Linked DNA regions of Mus musculus: all the other regions are linked to region 4. Evidence: chromatin contacts called from public Hi-C data. All regions are on one chromosome and are shown on one strand. Each heading gives the region's core, a stretch centred on a gene start, on an enhancer-like site or on the middle of the called end of the contact. The rest is flanking DNA. Distances are from core to core; before and after follow the strand shown.

Region 1 (4,290 bases), core at 1,728-4,227, 740 kb after region 4:
TTGTTCTCCAGGTAGTAGCAATATTTAGGGAAGGTTTGCAAGTAGTAGCCTTTTTGGAGAAAATACTTCCATGGTGGCAGGCTTTAATATATTAGACTCATACCCATTCTAGTTCATTCTCTGTTACGTACCTATAGTTGAATATGTGATCTCTCAGCTACCTGCTTCTGCCAGTATGCCTGCCAACTTTTGCCATACTGTTCTGACTATTAGGGACTCTGACCCTCTAAAACCATAAGCCAAACTAATCTCCCTCTAAGTTACCTTGTCCTTGGGATTTTATCATGACAACTGAAGAGTACTCAATACAAATACTGTGCCCAGCTTCATTTGATCATTTTTGAGGTGGATCTTTGCACTTCTTATTTTATTATAAACTTTGTAAACATTTGTATATGTGAAAGACTAGGTGATTTGCTCAGCAAAAATTTCCAACATTTAAGTTGCATCATTAAACACTGAGATTCTCAAAGATTCAAATATTTGGCCCCCTTTATTAGGATATAAACCAAACCATTTTTGCCTCGTTCCCTCTTTAAACCCCACTTTCTTATTTCTTTTTAATTAAAAGATGTTTTTAATCTCTCTCATGTACAAATCTTTGTCCACAGTCTCATTTCTACTTATAGTATGTCACAATACCCATTCCTCCAAAGAATAATTTAAAGAAAATTTTATATTAGTTATTATAAACATATTTTACAATAGTTATTATAATACTTTTATAATGGTTATATTTATAACAGTTTTACAAAAGTTATTATAAAAGCTCTTACCCTGACTTCAAGCACCTCACATAAAGAATTTGTTACCATGAATTGAGGATGGGAGTAGATTCAGGCATAATTTCTCATCACCAGAATTTTAAAATGATTGATCTGCTAAGAAATTCAGATCTTACATGTAATTTATTTCAGATATAGTAGAATATTCTGTTAGTTGAGCCTGAAGTAACAGTATTTTCTCTTAAGAGGATTCACTATTTTTTAGAAGGTATATCATAAACCAACTAATAATTTATTTTGGTTTGATTTTCCATGCTACACCTTAATCAACTTCTATACAACATTCAGTACAGATGAGAAATGATATCACAGATACATATGTTTTGGCATTGCTTATTGGCTTCCTCACTCTTTCTAAGGTGAAGTACAGATATTTCTAAGTTGACCCATTTGTCAGGCCTGTAAAATGTTTTCCAGTGTCCTCTTTTTTCTTACATATAATTCCTCTACTATTCAGTTAATTAAAATTCCAAAATTATTGCGTACTTATTTCTTTATTAAATTTGTTAAATTTCTTTTAATTAAATTTTCCTCTTACTGGATGAGTAACATTTAAAAGGAATGGCTGCTTTTAAGTATTTTCCTATAAACAGTTGTTAGATAACTTGAATAAGTTACTGTAAGTATGCATTTTCTTTTCCTTTTTTGTTTATTCGTTGAAATTTTCAAATATATATATATATAATGTATCTTGATCATATCTAATGCCCTCTTTCCACTACTCCCTCCCTCTCCAAATACAATTGCCTCCCATCTATTATTTATCCTTTAAGATTTGTTTCATTATTAAGCATGATAGTGGTGGTGGTGTGTGTGTATGTGTGTGCATGTGTGTGGTTTTTTGGATACATGTGTGTGTGTATGGGGGGGTTATACATGTGAGTTAAGTGTTTATATAGTCCAGAGGGAAAATAAAATACCATGGATCTGGAGATGCAGTTGTGAGCCAACTGAGGTAGTTGCCAAGAACTGAACTGAAGTCCTTTGAAGAGCAGTAAACACTTTAAGTTCTGAGTCATTTATCCAGCCCCCATGTCTCTTTAAACAAATCACTCCACGAAGTCCAATTACTACTGCCATTATATGCACTGATGTGGATTGTTATCGACTGGGGCTACGGTAATCTTCCAGTTGCTATTCCCCAAGAAAAGTGATTCTCCTGCTCCCAGCAGCGATCAACTTCCAAGAGCTTCCTGGGAAGGTGTGGGGCCTCAGGAGCCCAGCTTCTTTGTGTGCTAAAATTTTTAAATGTCTTGATCTGTGCAGGTAGCTATATCTACTGTAAGTTCATGTGAGCAACTATTGCATTATGTCCAAAGGACAGCATTTCACACCACTCCTCTGTATTTTCTAATTAATTTATCTATTCTTTCTCCTCTTGTATGGCATTCACTGAGTGTTGGTATGGAGGAGGGCTGATATAGATGTCCTTATGTGTCACAAAGCACTCACAGTCACTTATTCTTAGCACTTTGAACACTGATGAGTCTCTTCATTAGAAGCTGCCTACTACAGTAAGATGCTCTCTGCTCAAGGTTAAGTTTAAAGCAAATCTGTGCACATTTATGTAAATATTTAGAGGGCAGTCTGATAACATGAATTTTGCAAAATAAAACAAATAGGTTTCCTCTTTCAGACTATGACTTCCACCTTCATGGGTTTTGACCAAGTTTCCAATACCCATACATGAATTTGCCAGTGAGGAGCAGATCTCAGGTCTAATCAAAAGAATGGTTGGTTAGCCCATAAACACAGTCTTGCTACTCTTAGCATCAATAGTACATATTGTCCTGTAGGTCAGTATTGTTTAGAATGCAGGGTCCAACACAGGGTTATGCCATTGATGTCTAGTGGTTGCCAGCAGCCAACAAAGCACATACCAGCCCGGTGAAAGCTAGCTAACAGAGAGATAGGTTTCTGCTTAGTTCAGGCTTTGTTTCTCTATTTTCTACAACCAAAATGTGTGATTTCTTCAGCAATGAGGAGTTACAATTTTAAAAAAATGTATCTTCCATAAATCTACTTCCTTAGAAACATAAGGTTTTGCTTTTGTAAGAATAATCCATGTAGAATTTTTTAAAATGAACAAACACCATTTTTCTTTCTTGACCCTTTTATTATGAAATGCACCCTGTGTCTATCCAGCTGTGTGGCTCTGGGCCAGTACTGTGAGTCACTGCCCTACATTCTGCATGTACAAACAGGAATTAACAGAAAGGAGAGGCAAGGATAGTGCTCTTGGGTCTTGCTTACAGTCAAACACCAGGGGAGGGAAGCTATTATATGATTTCCAGTGAAGTCTGATTTGCTGTAATTCTTTCAAATCACAACATTTTGAGTTTTAGTTAGTTGAGAAGATCAAAGAGATGGAGTTAGGATAAAAAGAGAAATGGTTCTCAAAAAGAAATTTTGATTATGTTTTAGCTAGGAAATCCCTTGACAATGTTAACAAATACTTCCACTAAAATGTCATAAAAGCAAAACATCAATGACGAAGTGTAAAACGAATGTGTTTCTCAGATCCATGAACTTGCAATAAATAACCTTGACAGGATGTAGGTATATCTCCTGGTGTTTTGCATCTCTCTGACATTTTCTCTCTCTCTCTCTCTCTCTCTCTCTCTCTCTCTCTCTCTCTCTCTCTCTCTCTGTTTTTCTTTCTCCCCCCCCCATGTTGTTACTAATACTGAGAAAGAATATTATAAATCATATTGTGAAATGTTCTGAAAATATTACTGATAGATTTATAGTTAGTAAAGTCAAGTTTTAAGGACATGGTCAGTTCCATACTGATTGGTTCTATGAGTGTTGGCTTACACTCATTCTCATGACCCAATTTTATACACTTCCCTCGTCCATTTCTTCCATTTTCCCCTTTCTCTCCTGCTCTAATATCAGCACAAAAAAATTTTTAGTGAGTCATTGGTGGTGGCTAGTGTTTAGCAAGTCCCACACTATCTAGTAATTACATGATATCAGCAACTGGTCCACATGAGCAGTTTGCACTTGGATTCTAGGCAGGTTAAACACATGGATTAAATAACTTTAGTGGGAACCAGATGGTTCTAATCAAAGAGCAATTGTTCTCATAGACAATCAGATGAGGAACAGATTCACAAGCAGATTCCCATGCCACGTTGACTAGAAGCTAACAGTGGAGCCTGAGCTCCCACGCCCAGCTTCCCTCCCTAAGGAAAAGAGAAATGAAAATGAGCCCAAGGGCAAAAGTGAGTCTGAACAGAAAGATATACTACACCATGTAGCTGCTAGAGAAAAGGGAAATTATAAAACAGAGGGGGGAAAAATCTAGAATTTCAGGAAATCATCTATTTGAAAATCTCTAAACCTCAACAGATTTATTCATCCTCATTTATTAGTTTATTTCATTCTTCCTTTAGATAAAGATATAATTCTTCTTTTAATATTATATGTAAGTTGATCTAGATTCATAGATACTTTTGTGTGGAAAATTGGGGACATAAGATTGCTGTTAGGGATACCTGAG
Region 2 (4,244 bases), core at 1,196-3,695, 720 kb after region 4:
AAATATACGTAATATATAAATTCATAAATTTAAACTGTCTTAAATGTCTCATGTCTCAATTGCTAGGCCTTTTTGCAGTTTTGGAATTTTCCCTCAGCATTTCAATTTCATCTGGATTTTTATTAAATTATTTATTTATTTTACATCCCAATCTAAGCTTCTCCTCTATCATTTTCTCCTAGTCCCTCCCTGTCACCCATTCTCCCTATCTTGCTCCTCACAGAAGGCAAGGCCTTCCATGGATACCAACCCACCTTGGCATACCAAGTTGCAGTAGGACTAGATGTATCTTTTCCTATTGAGCTTACACAAGGCAGCTCAGTCAGGAAAAAAAGGGGAACAAAGACAGGCAACAGAGTTAGAAACAGCCCTGATCCGGTTTTGAAGCATCTGACATAAAGACTGAGCTATAGCCAGTCGTGGTGGCGCACGCCTTTAATCCCAGCACTTGGGAGGCAGAGGCAGGCAGATTTCTGAATTCGAGGCCAGTCTGGTCTACAGAGTGAGTTCCAGGACAGCCAGGGCTACACAGGGAAATCCTGTCTTGAAAAACAAAAGCCAAAACAAAACAAACAAAAAGACTGAGCTGTACATCTGTTACATCTGTATAGAGGTTCCTAAGTCTGCCCCATGCATGTTCTTTCATTGGTGTTTCAGTCTCTGTGATCACTTAAGATGTAGAACTTTCAGCTCCTCCTTCACCATGCCTGCCTAGATGTTTCCATATTCTTGCCCTGATCATAATGAACCAAACCTCTGAACCTGTAAGCCAGCCCCAATTAAATGTAGTCTTGGTGTCTGTTCACAACAGTACAACTTTAACTAAAACACTAGGTTTATGACTGCAAGTATAGGAGAACATCATTAATAGTGTCAGAAATAGGGGACTCTTTCTCTCTCCTGACATGGCTCTCAAGTTGGGCCAGTCATTGTTTGGCCATTTCTTCAATTTCTGCTCTATCTTTACCCCTGCACATCTTACTATCAGGACAAATTGTGACTCAAAGGTTTTGTGGGTAGGGTAGTACCCCATTCAATTGGAAGTGTTGCCTGATTACAGGAGGTATCTGGTTTAGGTTCTATATTCCATACTGTTAGAAGTTTTAGGTAGGTTCACACTCATTCATTCATCCTTTGTCCTAGATTTCTAGTTTATCCCAGAGATGCTCCCCCATCCAAGTTCTCTCTCACAAATATTTAATACTCTTAGTCATTAGGGAAATACAAAGCAAAACGACTCTAAAATTCCATCTCACACTAGTCAGAATGGCTAAGATAAAAACAAACAAACAAACAAACAAACAAACAAACAGACGAACACCCTCAAGTGACAGCTCATGCTGGCAAGGATGTGGAGCAAGAGGAACAGTCCTCTACTGTTGGTGGGAGTATAAACTTGTACAACTCCTTTGGAAATCAATCTGGTGGTTTCTCAGAAAATTGGGAATAGATCTACCTCAAAACCCAGTTATACTACTCCTGGGTATATACACAAATGATGCTTGACCATTCCACAAGGAAACTTACTTAAGTATTTTTCTTTTTTTTAATTAGGTATTTTCCTCACTTACATTTCCAATGCTATCCCAAAAGTCCCCCATACCCTCCCCCACTTAACTATTTTTCATAACAGCTTTACTCGTAATAGACAGAAACTGGAAAGAACTTCGATGTCCCTCAGTTGAAGAATAGATAAAGAAAACAGTACATTTATTTACACACTGCAACAATACATGACTATTATAAAGAAGAACATCATGAAATTTGCAGGGAAATGGGTGGAACTAAAAAATATTACCCCAATTCCCAACTGAGGTAAACGAGATTCAGAGAGAAACAGATAGTATGTACCCAGTTATAAGTGAATATTACTAAAAAAGTACAGGATAACCATGCTACAATCTATAGTCACAAAGCTAAGTAACAAGGAGGACCTAAGGGATGATGATTGAACCTCACTGAGAAGGAGAAATAATCTAGACATCAGGGGTAGATGAAGGGAGGGAACTGAGTGTGAGAGGGAGTTGGGATGAGAACAGGAGAGATCCAGTAGAGAGGACACAGGGAGAGAGAACTGATCTGGATTTTATTATGAGAAAATTTTTTCCTGAATTTTTTTTAGCCTGCCCCATGTGATTAATGGGGTTCCTTTTATTTATGATGTCACAGCAGTCTCAAATTCAGAGACATAGCACATATTGCAGACTTCTGCTTTTCTACTTAGCTAAAGCCAAACTACACTAGGTAGGATTTAAACACAGTTAAGGAGAGCATTCCTATTAGGTCAGAAAGCAGGAAGAGGAGGCTTAGTGTGGAATCCAGCAGTTGGAGCAATAAAGCTCCAAGGAAGGTTTTGTGATTTCTGCACACTTAGGCCCAAGTAGGTCTGACAAAAAGCCACAGAGCACACATTTCCTGTTTAAGTCAGTGCTGGATCCAGCCCCAGAAACTCAATATTGCATTGACTGTTTCCAGACTTTGGCCAGGACCAAACCTCATTTCACCACTCCTAGTCCTATTTCTGAACTTTAAAATGCTAGAGAAGTCGGGTTGATGGATTAATTTAAAGTTTACTGCTGAGAAATGCAAGGATTCTCTCACACATGCTCATGGTCTAAACGTAGAAAGATTGAGATTTCTGACATATGTGTTGTTACCTGCTTTTGCAGAAAACATTAGTTAAACACGAGGTGTATCTCTGAGAAACATGTTATTTTTAACATCTTTATAAGAAAATTCAAGCCAAATTGGAACTCAGTCATCGGGATCCAGGAAAGACATTATAATATTTAAGAAACACCTCCACAGAAAATATGACTCAACACAATTTTAGAAAAACATGGTGGTCACTTACTGGCTGTGGTGTAGATGATCTCAAAGTCAATTTAATGACTTTAAAGAAACAAGTCATAAAATAAGTAAGAGTTGCTTAGTTAAGATGACCACAGTTAGTCATCAGTGCTTTCTGACCTCTGACATATTGATGTGATTTTAAATTGTCTAGTAACAGCTGTATTTCTTTATCCATATGGTTTCAGGCCTTTATCATGAAAGAAATTCATCTGTAAAAATATTTAACTCCATGTCTTTGGGTTTACATTGTTGTAATATTAACCATGACACTAGTCAACATGAGGGGTAGTGGGTTTATTTCAGCTTACAACTCTCAGTTCACAGCCTTCATATCAAGGAATGAGGTCAGGGCTAGAACTCAAGACAGGAACCTGGAGGCAAAAAACAAAAACAAAAACAAAAAAACCAGAAGCCATGGTGGAGAATGGCTTAGTAACTCCCCCCACTCTACCTTATTGTACTTTCTTCTAGCATCCCAGGATCACCCGGGTATGGCATAGCTCAAACTGGGCTTATCCTCACCACATCAGTCTGTAGTTTAAAAATAAAACAATCAATATTAGTTAACAATAAACTTTCCTTTTTGCTCATTCTTTATTAATATCACAATATAGATATTATAACATAAAAGTATCACAGTCCTTCAATTTCAATTCTTTAAAAATCCAGTCTCTTTTAAAAGATCCAAAGTTCATACCAAACATTGGATGGAACTTGTAGACAATTACAGAAGAGTTGGGGGAAGGACTGAGAACTCCAGAAGGTAGAGGAACCCCACAGGAAGACTAACAGAGTCAATTAACCTGGATCCCTGAGGAATCTCAGAGACTGAACCATCAAACAAAGAGTATACATGGGCTGGACCTAGTCACCCAACCCCACATTTGTAGCAGATGTGTAGTTTGGTCATCATGTTATTGCCCAACAACTGGAGCTGGAACTGTTCCTAAAGCTTTTGCCTGTCTGTGTGGATCTCATTCACTTAACTGGCCTGCCCTATGTGGTCTCAATAGGAGAGAATAACCTTGTCCTGCTGAGACATGAGGTGGAAGGGTGGGGGCATACTGAAGGGTAGCATTCAGTGAAGACAGAGAGGGAGGGATTATATGAAGGGGAATCATGAGTGGGACTAGCAATCTGAATATAAAGTGAATAAGTAAATAAATAATAAATAAATGGGAAAAATGAATGTGTCAAGCTCAATGCAACATTGCTGCTTTTACTTACAAAATAAGACTTAAATGCATTTTTGTTTCATTTAGTTAAACATATTTATTTGTTTGCTTATTCATTCATTTATTTTTGTTTGTATTGCTACTTGGGAGAGGGTTCCTGTGAGTTCAGCTGCCTATGGTGGCTGGAGAAATCGGATCCCCTGAAATTGGAGTTGT
Region 3 (4,112 bases), core at 1,093-3,592, 910 kb after region 4:
TGAACCCTTCAGCTTATGTCAAACAGGAAGTAGAAAGAAAGGGATACAGAAAAAGCCAAGGGAAAGATGTAGTAAGACAACAACATGGTTCAGTGACCCACCTCCTTCAGCTATGTTCCACCTTCCAATAATACTATTGTACTATGACTCCATTAAGAAATAAATTCACTAGATCACAACGTTTATGAACTAATCATTTCAAAAATTAGTGAAATTCCAATTTTAAAATATTTATGAGCTATCAAACTTTATGCCATAGTCGTTTCTCCAACTTATGTCCTCTATAACTTGGGAATTCTAAGAATGTTCTTTTTCAGTAAAATTTTCTATTTTAGTTTTGTTCTGGACACTTACTTATTGGAAACATGATTTTTTTCAAAAACTTACATTTGAAAAGAACATGAGAAACAATCAATAAACTTTGGTTTTGTTTATTTTATTTAGTTTAGTAAACACAAAGCAACAATAGGTAATATTATATAAGGAATTGTTTGTTAATGAGGCAGATTAAAAAGACATTGTATATTCTCTAGTGCATAATTATAAACACGTGTGTGCATTATTATCTAACCATTGCTGAAATAATATTCTCCTTCTCCTATACCTTGCCAATGATGACTCTAAAGTGTCACTGTGAAAATGCATGAAATTAAATCTCAGTTTTCAAATTCTGAGATTATCTAGTCCTCTCCCTTATTTTCAGCCTGTTAATGGAATGATTAAAGTATATTTTTTCTTATAGTTTATTCTTGCCTCTTCCTTTTAGAGTGTAACAAGGAGTTGTAATATGTGGAAAATTCAACAAATACTTTACATTCCTTCCCTAGAGAAATCTAAAGCTTATCAAAGCGGGAGTATACATTCTTTTTTCCATATCAGAAAAAAAATACTGACACAGCTTGACTGGTTCTTACAACAGAATTATAAACAATGTCAAGTAAATTTATGCTTCAAATTCAAATCCTTGTCTGAAAATTGAAATACACAGGAGGAGTACACTCCACTTTAAGCATGTAGCTGAAGTTCTTCCCTGGGATACTAGTTGATGTCAAGAAGCTTATCTTGAAATGTTTATGTGATGGTCTTGGGACTATTCTTTGTGTCTGTACAAACACTCTATTTCTTGCCTATAAAATCTTTAGTAAAATCCATTTATAAGCATATGCTGAAGTTTGTAACATCTCAGCAAGAAGACATTGTATAATGAAAACTAGTTCAAATTTTGTTCTGCTAGATGAATGTGGAAACTAATGAATCATACGTTGAATAATATTAGAGATGCTTTTATTTGATAACACATCTGGAGTTCATAAAGATAATCCTGCATTGTTCTGGTGCCTGAGAAAAAGATACCATGAGAAAGTTTTTCTACATCTCATATCACCTACCCCACCCTACTGTCTTCATGAGAATGTTCCCCACCACCCACCCACCTCAGAGGGTGGACCAGAAGGGGAATAAAATCTGGAGTGTAAAACTAAATTAATAAATAAAATATAAAAAAGAAAGTTTTTCTAACACAAAGCTATTGGAAAATCAGTGGTTGATATTTGTTTGCCTGAGTTTATAGTCTGCAGTTGGAATAATTGGAAACTGCAAACAAATGAGATTTGAGTTACCTTTAATTTTATGAAGAACATGAGTAATAAACTCTACAAGGTATAAGGAATTCAGAGCCAGGAGCAAAAAACAAGTAAATGAGGTTTTATCAAAATATAGTAATAATAAATGCATAAAATAATGAGAGATGTGTATATTGTTTATAATTGATATAAATAATCAAAATATAATGAATTATTTATATCTCATATATATATTTTACCTGTAAGATAATTTTATAGAAATTGTGGCAGATCATATGACTCTGTTTTAGTGTTTTGCCAATAAATAACTTGGTAGATATTCTGTTTTGCTATCTACAATTGACATATCAGAAGATCTGGCTTTAAGTTATTTAGGATAATGTGAAACAAAACCACCTTTAAAGACAAGTTTAAACAGCACACAGAAATTTATTAGTGAGAATGTTTAACAAGCTGCAGTGTTGCCTAGCGACTATTCTCCGAGACCTTGCAGGATGGAGGAGCAGGATCACTTTCCCATCACACGTGTGCATATGCTCATAGTCAATGTCTCCCATTCCCCTGTTTCCTTATTTTATACCAATATAACATAAGTAGTCATTTATTTTTAGTCCTTTCCAAACACAAACTTGGGATTTCTTCTTTATGATTTCACTCTTTAACTAGGTGTCAACTTGACATGTGTCCTTGCCTACAGCACAGTAACTAAGTGCAGCTGGGTCTTTGGGATTTATGACATATTTTTGTTGTTAAGAGCCAAGAGGAGTGACTGCAAAGTAACCGAGTGACTTAAGGGGGAAAACATAAAAGACAGAGTCTGTCTTCTGAAGAAAGAAAAAACAACCAAATCTTTGGTCAGTGTTTACTCTCAAGTCAATTTATCATGACACTGATTTTACTTCCAGAGTTTATGTAACAGCTGTGAGTATTACAAGAAACTGAGTACTTGGTAGAGTTGTATAAGTCTCTGTATTTTTCTATATTGTTCATTAAAAATGATAAAGATGAAATATTTATTTTAAGGACAATAGAAACAAAAAACAAAATATCATTTTACTGTAACTAAAACTGTATTGAACTATAAGCTAGATATAGTATGCTTTATAATGCTTACAATTTAGGTGAGAGTAACATCCTGCATAGATTGATTTCCAGGTGAGATACATTTGATTACGTGCAACAGGAATTCATAATTTTTAGTCTTTTTGGTTCTGCACATTCTGATTAAATGTGTTCTTCTTTCTGTTATTAAATAAAAAAATGTAAAGATAATGAACAGTATATATATATATATGTGTATATATATCTATATATGTGTTTTAATAGAAATAGAATTATATGACTTCCCCTCCCATTTCTCCCTCCAGCCTTTCCTTCAAGCCACTGTGAGTTCATACTCCACTTAGCTATTTATAGAAATATGAAGTGGCAGGTTCTCTGTCAAAATAAAATTAATAAATATTTATGTAAATACTATAAGTACAATGAGCCTCCTTTATTTGTAGCCACTTAGGATATTACTTCCTATATTCAGATAATAAAACATAATAACACATTTCTACAATTCCATACATAAAAAAGAAATCATAAACTTTATTATACAATAAATTTAAACAATTAGTAATAAAATATTTTGACTTTTTTCTTTTTTATTAAAAAAATGTACATGCAGTGCATTTTGACCATATTCTTCTCCTCCACAGCTTCTCACAGATCTTCTGCCTCCTATCCAGCTAACATCATTTTCTTTCTCTGTCTTAAACTCTGCCCAAAAGATAAGAATCAAAATACACAAAAAGACAAAAATGCCAATGTAAACTTACAACCAAACAAAAGCACACAAAATGAATGGATTCTGTTTTCTGTTGGCCAATGACTTCTGGGCATGGGGCTTTCCCTAGAATGTAGTTGGTATATACACAGAAACTCCGCTAGACAAAATTGATCTTACTTTTTCCCTTGGGTATCAATTAAAAACAGCTTCTTGATTAGTGATAGAATGTTGTATTTACTTTTCCTTCTCCGTGCTGAGATTTTGTGTTATTTAACTTGTGCAGATTTTTGTGTATCTGTGAGTTTGTGTGTATATCAACCGTGCTGTGTCTAGAACACACTGTTTTCTTTGTGTCATCCACCACCTCTGGCTTTTATAATCTTTGTGCCTCCTCTTCTTTATAGATCTCTGAGTCTTGAGTTTAGGAAACACATCATGTAGGAATAAGTGCTCCAAAGTCTTCCATTCTCTGCACTGTGTCCAGGTCTCTATGAGAGTTTCCGTTGGCTGTAACAAGAACCTTCTCTGGTATGGTGCACTGATCTACAGGTATAGCAATATATAATGATCAGTCATTTTATTGCTCTGTTCTTTCTGTACCTTTATTAGAATAATAGTAGTAGGGTTTCCCCTATACCCATGAACTACCAGTCTCATATTGTTGACCACATTAGCAGTGCCAGATTTGGGTTCAATGTCATGGCATTGGCCATAAATTTGATAAAACGGTGAGTGTGTGTGTTGGGGGTGGTGGT
Region 4 (3,954 bases), core at 620-3,119:
TTGTTGGGACTCTTTCTGGACATCTCTAAAAAGCGTTAGAAACTCATTCTTATTTTATGTATCTGCTTCTAAGTTAGGAAAAGAACTCTTTGTTTGCTCACTTTTATTTAGTGCCTGACACCAAACTTGATTTAGGTTTTGCTTTTTCTGCCTGAATTATAATTATAATACAAATGTGCTTTATGCATGCTTGCCTTTTCAAAGTTTCCATAAACCATGGCTTGGGATAGAAAACAATTTCAAAATTCTGTAGGTTTTCTAGTTTGATCTAATGATTTCATAACCCATGAACCTCCTATTATTTAACTTACGGAAGTCTCTGAAAAATGATAGGTCCATTAAATATTTTTGTCACATTTTCAGTCCTAGAAAAGGGTATTTTAAAGTTTATGTTTTACTTTTTTCAAAAATGATTTTACATCTTAGCAGTAAAGGATAAGTTTGAAGCAATTAAGGGCTAGGGAAATCTGTTTTTTTTTTTTTTTGTTTGTTTGTTTGTTTGTTTGTTTTTTTGGTAATTATTAGTTTGCTATTCTCTCTCCCAATACGAAGTAGAAAACTAACTCTCATGTTAATGATTTCTCAGAGCTAGTATGAATTAATGAACTCACTCCGTAGACCAGGCTGGCCTCGGACTCAGAAATCTACCTGCCTCTGTCTCCCAAGTGCTGGGATTAAAGGCGTGTACTACCACTTCCCGGCTTGATTCTTTAGTTTTAATTGGGCAGTTAGACATGTATTTCCTGTGGACTAGGGTACATAGCCTAGTAGTAAAGGTAGGGCAATAAAAATCAGAGTGTAAGGTAATTTCTATAAGTCCATGACATCAGAATCTATCTGGTGCCATTTTGCTAGCAAAATTTTGTCTTGAAACAAACACAACAACTATCACAACAAAACCAAAAATACAAAGGAAGTATATCTCTGGGTAAGAATAGACACCGGGAAGTAAAAGGTTCTACATAAGACTTCACTTTTCGAAGAAAGTGAAGACCAATGCAGGTTCTCAGATCAATGACCGCATCAGGAAAACGACCTTTGCAGAACATTTGGTTGGAGCTCTCTCAGTTATTCTACTCGGCTTTATTATTTCCAGGTTAAGTTTCTTCAACAAAATTTGAAAGGATCAGTTAAATAAAGAATCCAATTTGTTATTTCAAAACACTGCTGCCTCACCAATATGCCTGGCTATCTCAGGACAGTGTGAGTGGATAGTGTTACAGTTTACACAAAATGCCCTGGCCACATGTGCATCTGTGACCTTGTTCTACAGGAAGTCAGTGACATGGGCACGGTGAATCTATCCTTCACGGCTTCTATTCAACATCCAGAAAAGTAATGCAAAGCAAAGGTGATGATGAAGGTATATAGGAGTCCTAGAAGTCATGTCACTTCACCTTAGGCATTACTATTAAAGGCAACCATAGTCACTAGGGTTATTCTCTTTATGTTTCATACCATATAAAGAGCAGTTGCAGATTTTTCAAGTCTGATTTGAATGTAGTATGTCAATTCTTTTTTTCATATTAATACTATCTATGCATTTACTTTTCTCAATATCACACTCTCTGAGAGGAAAAGAAAAAAAAGTGGCCATGGTCAGGCACAATAGTGCATGTGTGTGTGTGTATGTATATGTATGTGTGTATGTATGCATGTGTGTATGTGTGTGTGTGTGTACTTGGCAGGTATATATTTGGCAGTGTGTTCAAAGTAATGGCTATGTTTGAAGTAACTTGCCTAAGAAAACTTCAGCTTAAGCCAGAGCCCCTGTAACTCATTTTTACTTGGGTTAATATTCACTTGCCTTTGTTCTTGCTGGGGCAGGAAGATTAGGGGCTTTCTGACAGGCAGTGTGGGACTTGTTAGATAACTGCCTAAACAACCCAGTGCAGTCCCTGCGCCACCCCAGATTAGAGTGGATTCTATCTTGATCTGTAAACTAAACATTTGCATTTGGAACAGGGGGAGCTCAAGTCTGGCTTGTCTAATCTTGGTTTGAGCACCCTTAAGTAACTTGCTTGATTTTCACCACCAAGCACATTGCTTGCTGGGTAAAAGATCTTTCATTTGCCATAACAAGATCTGGAGCTTAAGTTGCAATTGCTGGGAAGGCAGCTTTAATGTTTTCCTTTCCCATGAAAATGAAAACCAGAGAAAACTGTTTCCTGATTACACATCAACATTACAAATGTCTTATGGCAAAGAAAGATGAGCCTGGTTTGTGCAGAGCAACAGTGTGGGTGAACGATGAGGCCTCTGCAGTATGCCTGAGACTTTATTTTTTGCTTTAGAAGGAAATTCTCTTTCCACTAGAATTATGTCTCTGGGTGGGTGATTCATAAACAGAGGACCTGGGAAAGGATTCTGTCTCTTGAACCTATTTACAGTTTTAATCATAGCCAGCTGCTCAGTTGCTGGAGGAGTTTAGATTTTGCAAAGGCATTAGGAGTTTTATCTTTTGTGCTTAAAACTTTAGATCGAGGTCACGTTAAGATGTTGGTCAGTAAATAACTTAAAACCTTTCTTAAGAATGTGGACATTCCTTTTCAATGCACAGGGAGGCAGTTTTAAGGTATTCTAAACTCAGCGTGGTAGAGTTTAAAACCCTTTTCTTTGATGCAAAACAGCTGCAGCCCTGTTTTGAGTGGCAGAAACATTGCCTCTGCCTCTCTGTCTTCTTACACTTTCCAGGCTCAAGGCAAAGGATTAAGAAATTTAACATTTTTCTTCTTGTCAGGCACATTCACAGCCATTGCCTTTACAGCTAAATGGTACTTTTAAAGAAAAGGAATTTCAATTTATACTTAAGCCCAATAGCCTAAAGACAGTAGGAAAACATTAACCTCTTAAGAATGTTGCAGAGGTTGAAAATATTTTCATAGTGTAGGCATTATCAAACCTCCAAACATTTTCTGCTGAATGTGACCTTAACCAACACACTGGCCTATACATGTCCAGTCTTATTTATCCTTAGAATTTACTACTAGTACTAATATTTATTTTATGTGTATGGTTGTTTTCCCTGTATGTATGCATGTGCAGTATGTGTGTGCCCCATGCCCTTAGAGTTCCCAAGAGGGCACCAGATCCCCTGAGACTGGAATTGTGCTGATTGTAAGCCACCATATTGGTGGTGAGAACAGAACCCAAGAACTATAGATAACCACTCTAACTACTATTAACCACTCTAACTCCAAATAACTCTGCTCAGTAGTTATTTGAGCTGAGACAGGAGGCCAATTCCATTTCTCACTTAGCTTACAGAAAAAAGACTTTAGAGTTCAATTTCTCTCAATGCTTTATTGATGATTGGTCTATATGATGCTTGTCTCAACACAGTGAAAAGGTGATCATTGGCATTACAATGATGAATGCCCCATGTCTTAGAAACTCCATTAACAGATGAATAGCTACTTCTGAACAGCACCCTTCACAAATACATATGGAAAATACCCATATACATGTAAAACACACATACACACACACACACACTATTGATAATGCCTACACTATGAAAATACACACACACACACACACACACACACACTATTGATAATGCCTACACTATGAAAATACACACACACACACACACACTATTGATAATGCCTACACTATGAAAATACAGATACACACACACACACACACACACACACACACACACGTAAGCCTTTTCTTTTTCAATTACTTTACCAGCTGTGTACCTTGAGGCCAAGCTGGGCCAATTATATTTACTTACAGATGGTTTCCCCATGGAAATTTTCTTGTAAGAGTTAAATGATTGCATCTTCTGGGAGAACTTGATCTTATATTAAGTTAAAGAATATATTAAGGAGTATGGGGATAAGATTATAATTTGTAGCAAAATATGCTAAAGCGAATGTTTAGAAATGTAAAAACATGATTCTTTGATAGTTGTCAGTGGCCTATATGTAAGACATTTTGAAGAAGAGA
Region 5 (4,177 bases), core at 1,239-3,738, 660 kb after region 4:
TATAAAATATTTTGATCTAACTCTTACCATGCAAGTGAAAGATCTGTAACACACCAACTTCAAATCCCTGAAAAAAGGAAATTGAACAAGATCTCAGAAGATGGAAAGGCCTTTCATCTTCATGGATTGGCAAGATTAACATAGTAAAAATGACTATCCTACCAAAAGCAATCTACAGATTCAATGTAATCCCCATCAAAATTCTAAGACAATTTTTCAAAGACATGGAAAAAGCAATTTTCAATTTCATATAGAAAAACAAAATACCCAGGACAGCAAAACAATTTTTAAAAATAAAAAAACTTCTGGGGTAATCAGTATCCCTGACCTCAAGCTATAATACAGAGCAATAGTGACAAAAACTGCACAGAATTGGTACAGACAGACAGGTTGATGAATAGAACAGAATTGAAGTCCCAGAAATAAACCCACACACTTATGGACACTTGATCTTTGACAAAGAAGCCAAAAATGTACAATGATAAAAAGAAAGCATGCTGGTCTAACTTGCAGTGTGTGAGTAGAAAAATGAACATAGATCTATATTTGTCATCTTGCACAAAACTGAAGTCCAAGTGAATCAAGGACCTCAACATAAAACCATTTACAATGAATCGAATAAAAGAGAAAGTGAGAAAGAGCCTAGAACTCATTGGCACAGGGGAAATTTCCTAAACAGAACTCCAGTGGCTCAGATTCTAAGATCAAGAATTGATAAATGAGACCTCCTGAAACTGGAAAGCTTCTGAACGGTAAAGAACATATGCAATAAGACAAATTGGCAACCTAAAAATTGGGAAAAAATCTTTACTAACCATACATCTAATAGAGGGCTAATATCCAATATGTATAATAAACTCAAGAAGCTAAGCACCAAAAAAAAAAAAAAAAAAAAAAAAAGAACAAAATAACCCTGTCAAAAGTGAGGTAAAGAACTAAACAAAATTCACAATAGAGGAATCATCTCGAATGGCCAAGAGAAGCAATTAAAGAAATGTTCAAATTTCTTAGTTATCAGGGAAAGGCAAATCAAAACTCTGAGATCCCACATTACACTAATCAGTATGGCTAATATAAAAAACTCAGGTGACAACACATTGGAGAGGATGTGAAAAAACAGGAACATTTCTCCATTGCTGGTAGGAGTGCAAACTGGTATAACTACTCTGTAAGTCAATCTGGAGGTTCCTCATATAATTGGAAATCGATATACCTGACGAATCAACTATACCACTCTTGGGCATATACCCAAATGATGCCCCACTATGGAACAAAGGCACATGTTCCACTATGTTTATATCAGCCTTATCTGATAGCCAGAAGCTGGAGAAAACCCATATGTCCCACAAAGGAAGAATGGATACAGAAAATGTGGTGCATTTACACAATGGGGTACTCTTCAGCTATTAAGAATGAGGACATCATGACTTTGGCCTGCAAATGGATGGAACTCGAAAATATCATATTGAGTGAGGCAACTCTGACTCAAAAGGACATGCATGGTATACACTCACTAATCAATGGATATTAGTCAAAAAGAGTAAAGAAACCTAGGATACAATCCACAAAACTCAAGGTTAACAAGCTGAAGGGCCTAAGTCAGGATGCTACAATCCCATTTGGGAGGGAGAACAAAGCAATCACAGGGGCAGAGGGAGGAAGGTACCTGAGTCAGAGAGGGGGCGGAGAGGTGAAAAAGAGAACATGATCTGATATTGTGGTGGCAGGAACTGGTGTGAAGCCCTGAGGGCTAGCTGAATGAATGGAGATCAGAAACCTCAGGAGGTAGGAAGTGGGGGGGGGGGGGGCAGAGACTTGGGAGATGAGAGATGTTTAGGTCTCCAAGGTAGGGACATTAGACAAAATGCCCAACAGTGGGAAGAGGGAACTTATAAAGACTATCTCTAGTAGAAAGACAGGGCATCAAGTGTAGGGATGGGGCTACCATTCCCCTAGGCAAAAATCAGACCCAGAATTGTTCCTGTCTAAAAGAACTTCAGGGATAAAAGTGGAGAAAAGATTGAGGGAAAGCAAGTTCAGTGGCCAGCCCAAATTGGGGTCCATTTCAAGGGGAGGCACCAAGGCCTGACACTGTTAATGATGCTATGGTGTGATCACAGACAGAAGCCTATTATGCCTGAGAGGCCCAACAAGCAGCTGAAAGAGTCAGATGCAGATTCTTACACCCAAGCAATGGACAGAAGCCAGGAAACTCTGTGGTTGAAGTAGGGAAAAGCTGAAAGAAGCTGAGGAGGAGGGCAACTCTATAGGAACACCAGCCATCTCAAGTAACCTGGACCCCTGAGATCTCTCTGACACTGAGCCACCAACTAAGCAGCATACGCTAGCTGATATGAGGCTTCAGACACATATACAACAGAGGACTGCCTGGTCTGTCCTCAGTGAGAGAAGATGCACCTAACCCTAGAGAGACTTGAGGCTTCAGAATGTGGCGAGGTCTGTTGGAGTTGGGGTGGGAAGATCCTCTTGGAGATGAGCAAGGAGGAATGAGATGAGGAACAGTCAGAGCATAGATCACTAGGGTGATAACGACTGGTTTGTAAAAGAGATTAATAGTGATAAAGATGATGATGATGATAACAATGATGACAACAATGACGATGATAATAATAATGATAAAATGTGCCTGTAATAGAATAAAAACATCAAACCATCATGATTTTGAGGACTATGGGTCAGGAACTCACTTTCAAACTTGGAATAAAAAAATACAAAACAAAACAGAGGTTTCAGCTGCACTGCCTAACTTTAAAAGAAACATTAATTACCCCAAAAACCTAAAAAGAGTTTTATGACAGGATGTTTTTGTAACACAGTGTGGACACACAGAGGCCATTTATTATTGTGACAAAGACTGTTCCTTTATTAGCCCAGAAATTACATAACCCCTTGGAATGTAAATCAATGTTTCAAAATAAACAACTTATCTTTTTCCTACTAAAATATAAGAATCTGCTAAAACAACTCTTTGTCTTAAAACTACATTAGTGTCCCCAATGCAGCACTTATGAGCAAATGGTGACAAGAGGACCTGAGTTCTGGGACAAGACCTGTTTCTACACCAAACAATTTAAATCTTTATTTTCAAATATAAGTAGACATTTAATTGAAATAGACCATGTTCATGGAAAAGTACATAAATCTAAACTACACAAAAAACAAGTTTCAAAAATTGCTACATGGAGAACAAAAACAAAGTAACCACCAAGGAGCTCAATATATGGAATAACTTGGACATTCCAAAGGAACATTTTACCACCCATTTCCTTTCACTTTTTCCTCCATACAGATTACCAAAATTCAACCTTCTGATACTAAGAATTAAATCCACTTTGTCTTTTGTTTGGTGTTAATGAAATCACATAATACAGTTTACATTTTGGGCTTGGATCTTTTTCCTAAGTTTCTGTGACATTCATTAATATGTTTTAGAAATCATGTTTGTTCATTTATGCCTGTGTGTGCTAACATGCATGCATATGAGTGTGTGTGTACATGTAAATACATGTATACACATAGTGTCCATTGTATTATTATGCTATAAGTCAGTCAATTTTTGCTCTAGTTTAAATAAGAGTGTTCTTTCAAAGCTATTATGAATGACTAAGGTCTAAGAATGTAGATTCCAGTGGCATAGCATAATATGTTCCACTACATTAGAGGTTATAGAACCTGTTAAGTCTCAGAAACAGAGAAAAGCATAGATGAATGATTTTATGGAATATGTAGGAGGGAGCATCTGGTAGGTAGATATTACACAGAATAGCAAAATTTCTTCTATTGATTTCAAATGTCATATTGTAGCAAGTCTGCTTACCATACTGGGAGACTAAGTGTTTACCTTTGTAATCAAAAAATCAATAGTGAGATCTTAACACACTGTGATAATAAGTGACCTATGAAAGGGCTTTAAGCATTATAGCTGGTTTTTGCTAATTTGTGGGTTCTTCTTTTCCTACTCTTTATCCCCCATTTCACCCCTTTCACTAGATAGGAGAGAAAGAAGGATGGGATGGGGGGGAGTGAGGGAGCAGGAGAGGGAAGCAGAGGGGGAGAGAGAGGGCGGAGGGGGAATGAATTTCTCTCTCATTTATTCTTTAATTGTAGCTGGTCTTTGTTAGTTTGTGGGTTCTTTTTCTCACTCTTTATCCCCCAC

The links. Hi-C and Micro-C count contacts between places; a contact is called where the count stands out from the background.
Region 1: a contact with region 4 is called in a Hi-C map of uterus, with 5 times the contacts expected there. The contact joins two enhancer-like sites. A contact is called at or near these places in 9 of 484 Hi-C or Micro-C datasets (adipose-derived mesenchymal stem cells, cranial neural crest, embryonic fibroblasts and 2 more) and 4 of 115 datasets of contacts at active chromatin or transcription factors (the NIH/3T3 cell line, embryonic fibroblasts, fibro-adipogenic progenitors and 1 more).
Region 2: a contact with region 4 is called in a Hi-C map of uterus, with 8 times the contacts expected there. The contact joins two enhancer-like sites. A contact is called at or near these places in 1 of 484 Hi-C or Micro-C datasets (uterus) and 3 of 115 datasets of contacts at active chromatin or transcription factors (the NIH/3T3 cell line, embryonic fibroblasts and fibro-adipogenic progenitors).
Region 3: a Hi-C map of uterus shows a contact between it and region 4, with 3 times the contacts expected there. The contact joins two enhancer-like sites. A contact is called at or near these places in 2 of 484 Hi-C or Micro-C datasets (both in uterus) and 1 of 115 datasets of contacts at active chromatin or transcription factors (embryonic fibroblasts).
Region 5: a Hi-C map of uterus shows a contact between it and region 4, with 8 times the contacts expected there. The contact joins two enhancer-like sites. A contact is called at or near these places in 6 of 484 Hi-C or Micro-C datasets (embryonic fibroblasts and uterus) and 1 of 115 datasets of contacts at active chromatin or transcription factors (fibro-adipogenic progenitors).

Annotation. Positions count from the first base shown.
Region 1 is chr1:45,021,003-45,025,292 of GRCm38.p6, reverse strand. No RefSeq gene overlaps it. Among named protein-coding and RNA genes, the nearest start is that of 4930521E06Rik, 280 kb to the right of the region's middle. Within about 2 kb of position 2,977, at least 77 of the 459 cell types and tissues checked have an H3K27ac peak or open chromatin away from gene starts, as enhancers often do. A contact at or near this core is called in palatal mesenchyme and uterus, where this site is marked.
Region 2 is chr1:45,041,547-45,045,790 of GRCm38.p6, reverse strand. No RefSeq gene overlaps it. Among named protein-coding and RNA genes, the nearest start is that of Col3a1, 270 kb to the left of the region's middle. Within about 2 kb of position 2,445, at least 48 of the 459 cell types and tissues checked have an H3K27ac peak or open chromatin away from gene starts, as enhancers often do. A contact at or near this core is called in embryonic fibroblasts and uterus, where this site is marked.
Region 3 is chr1:44,847,726-44,851,837 of GRCm38.p6, reverse strand. No RefSeq gene overlaps it. Among named protein-coding and RNA genes, the nearest start is that of 4930521E06Rik, 100 kb to the right of the region's middle. Within about 2 kb of position 2,342, at least 4 of the 459 cell types and tissues checked have an H3K27ac peak or open chromatin away from gene starts, as enhancers often do. A contact at or near this core is called in uterus, where this site is marked.
Region 4 is chr1:45,759,531-45,763,484 of GRCm38.p6, reverse strand. All of the region lies in intron 1 of Gm51621 (a long non-coding RNA gene), which reads left to right. Among named protein-coding and RNA genes, the nearest start is that of Gm51621, 3.6 kb to the left of the region's middle. Within about 2 kb of position 1,869, at least 61 of the 459 cell types and tissues checked have an H3K27ac peak or open chromatin away from gene starts, as enhancers often do. A contact at or near this core is called in embryonic fibroblasts, palatal mesenchyme and uterus, where this site is marked.
Region 5 is chr1:45,099,837-45,104,013 of GRCm38.p6, reverse strand. No RefSeq gene overlaps it. Among named protein-coding and RNA genes, the nearest start is that of Col3a1, 210 kb to the left of the region's middle. Within about 2 kb of position 2,488, at least 2 of the 459 cell types and tissues checked have an H3K27ac peak or open chromatin away from gene starts, as enhancers often do. A contact at or near this core is called in uterus, where this site is marked.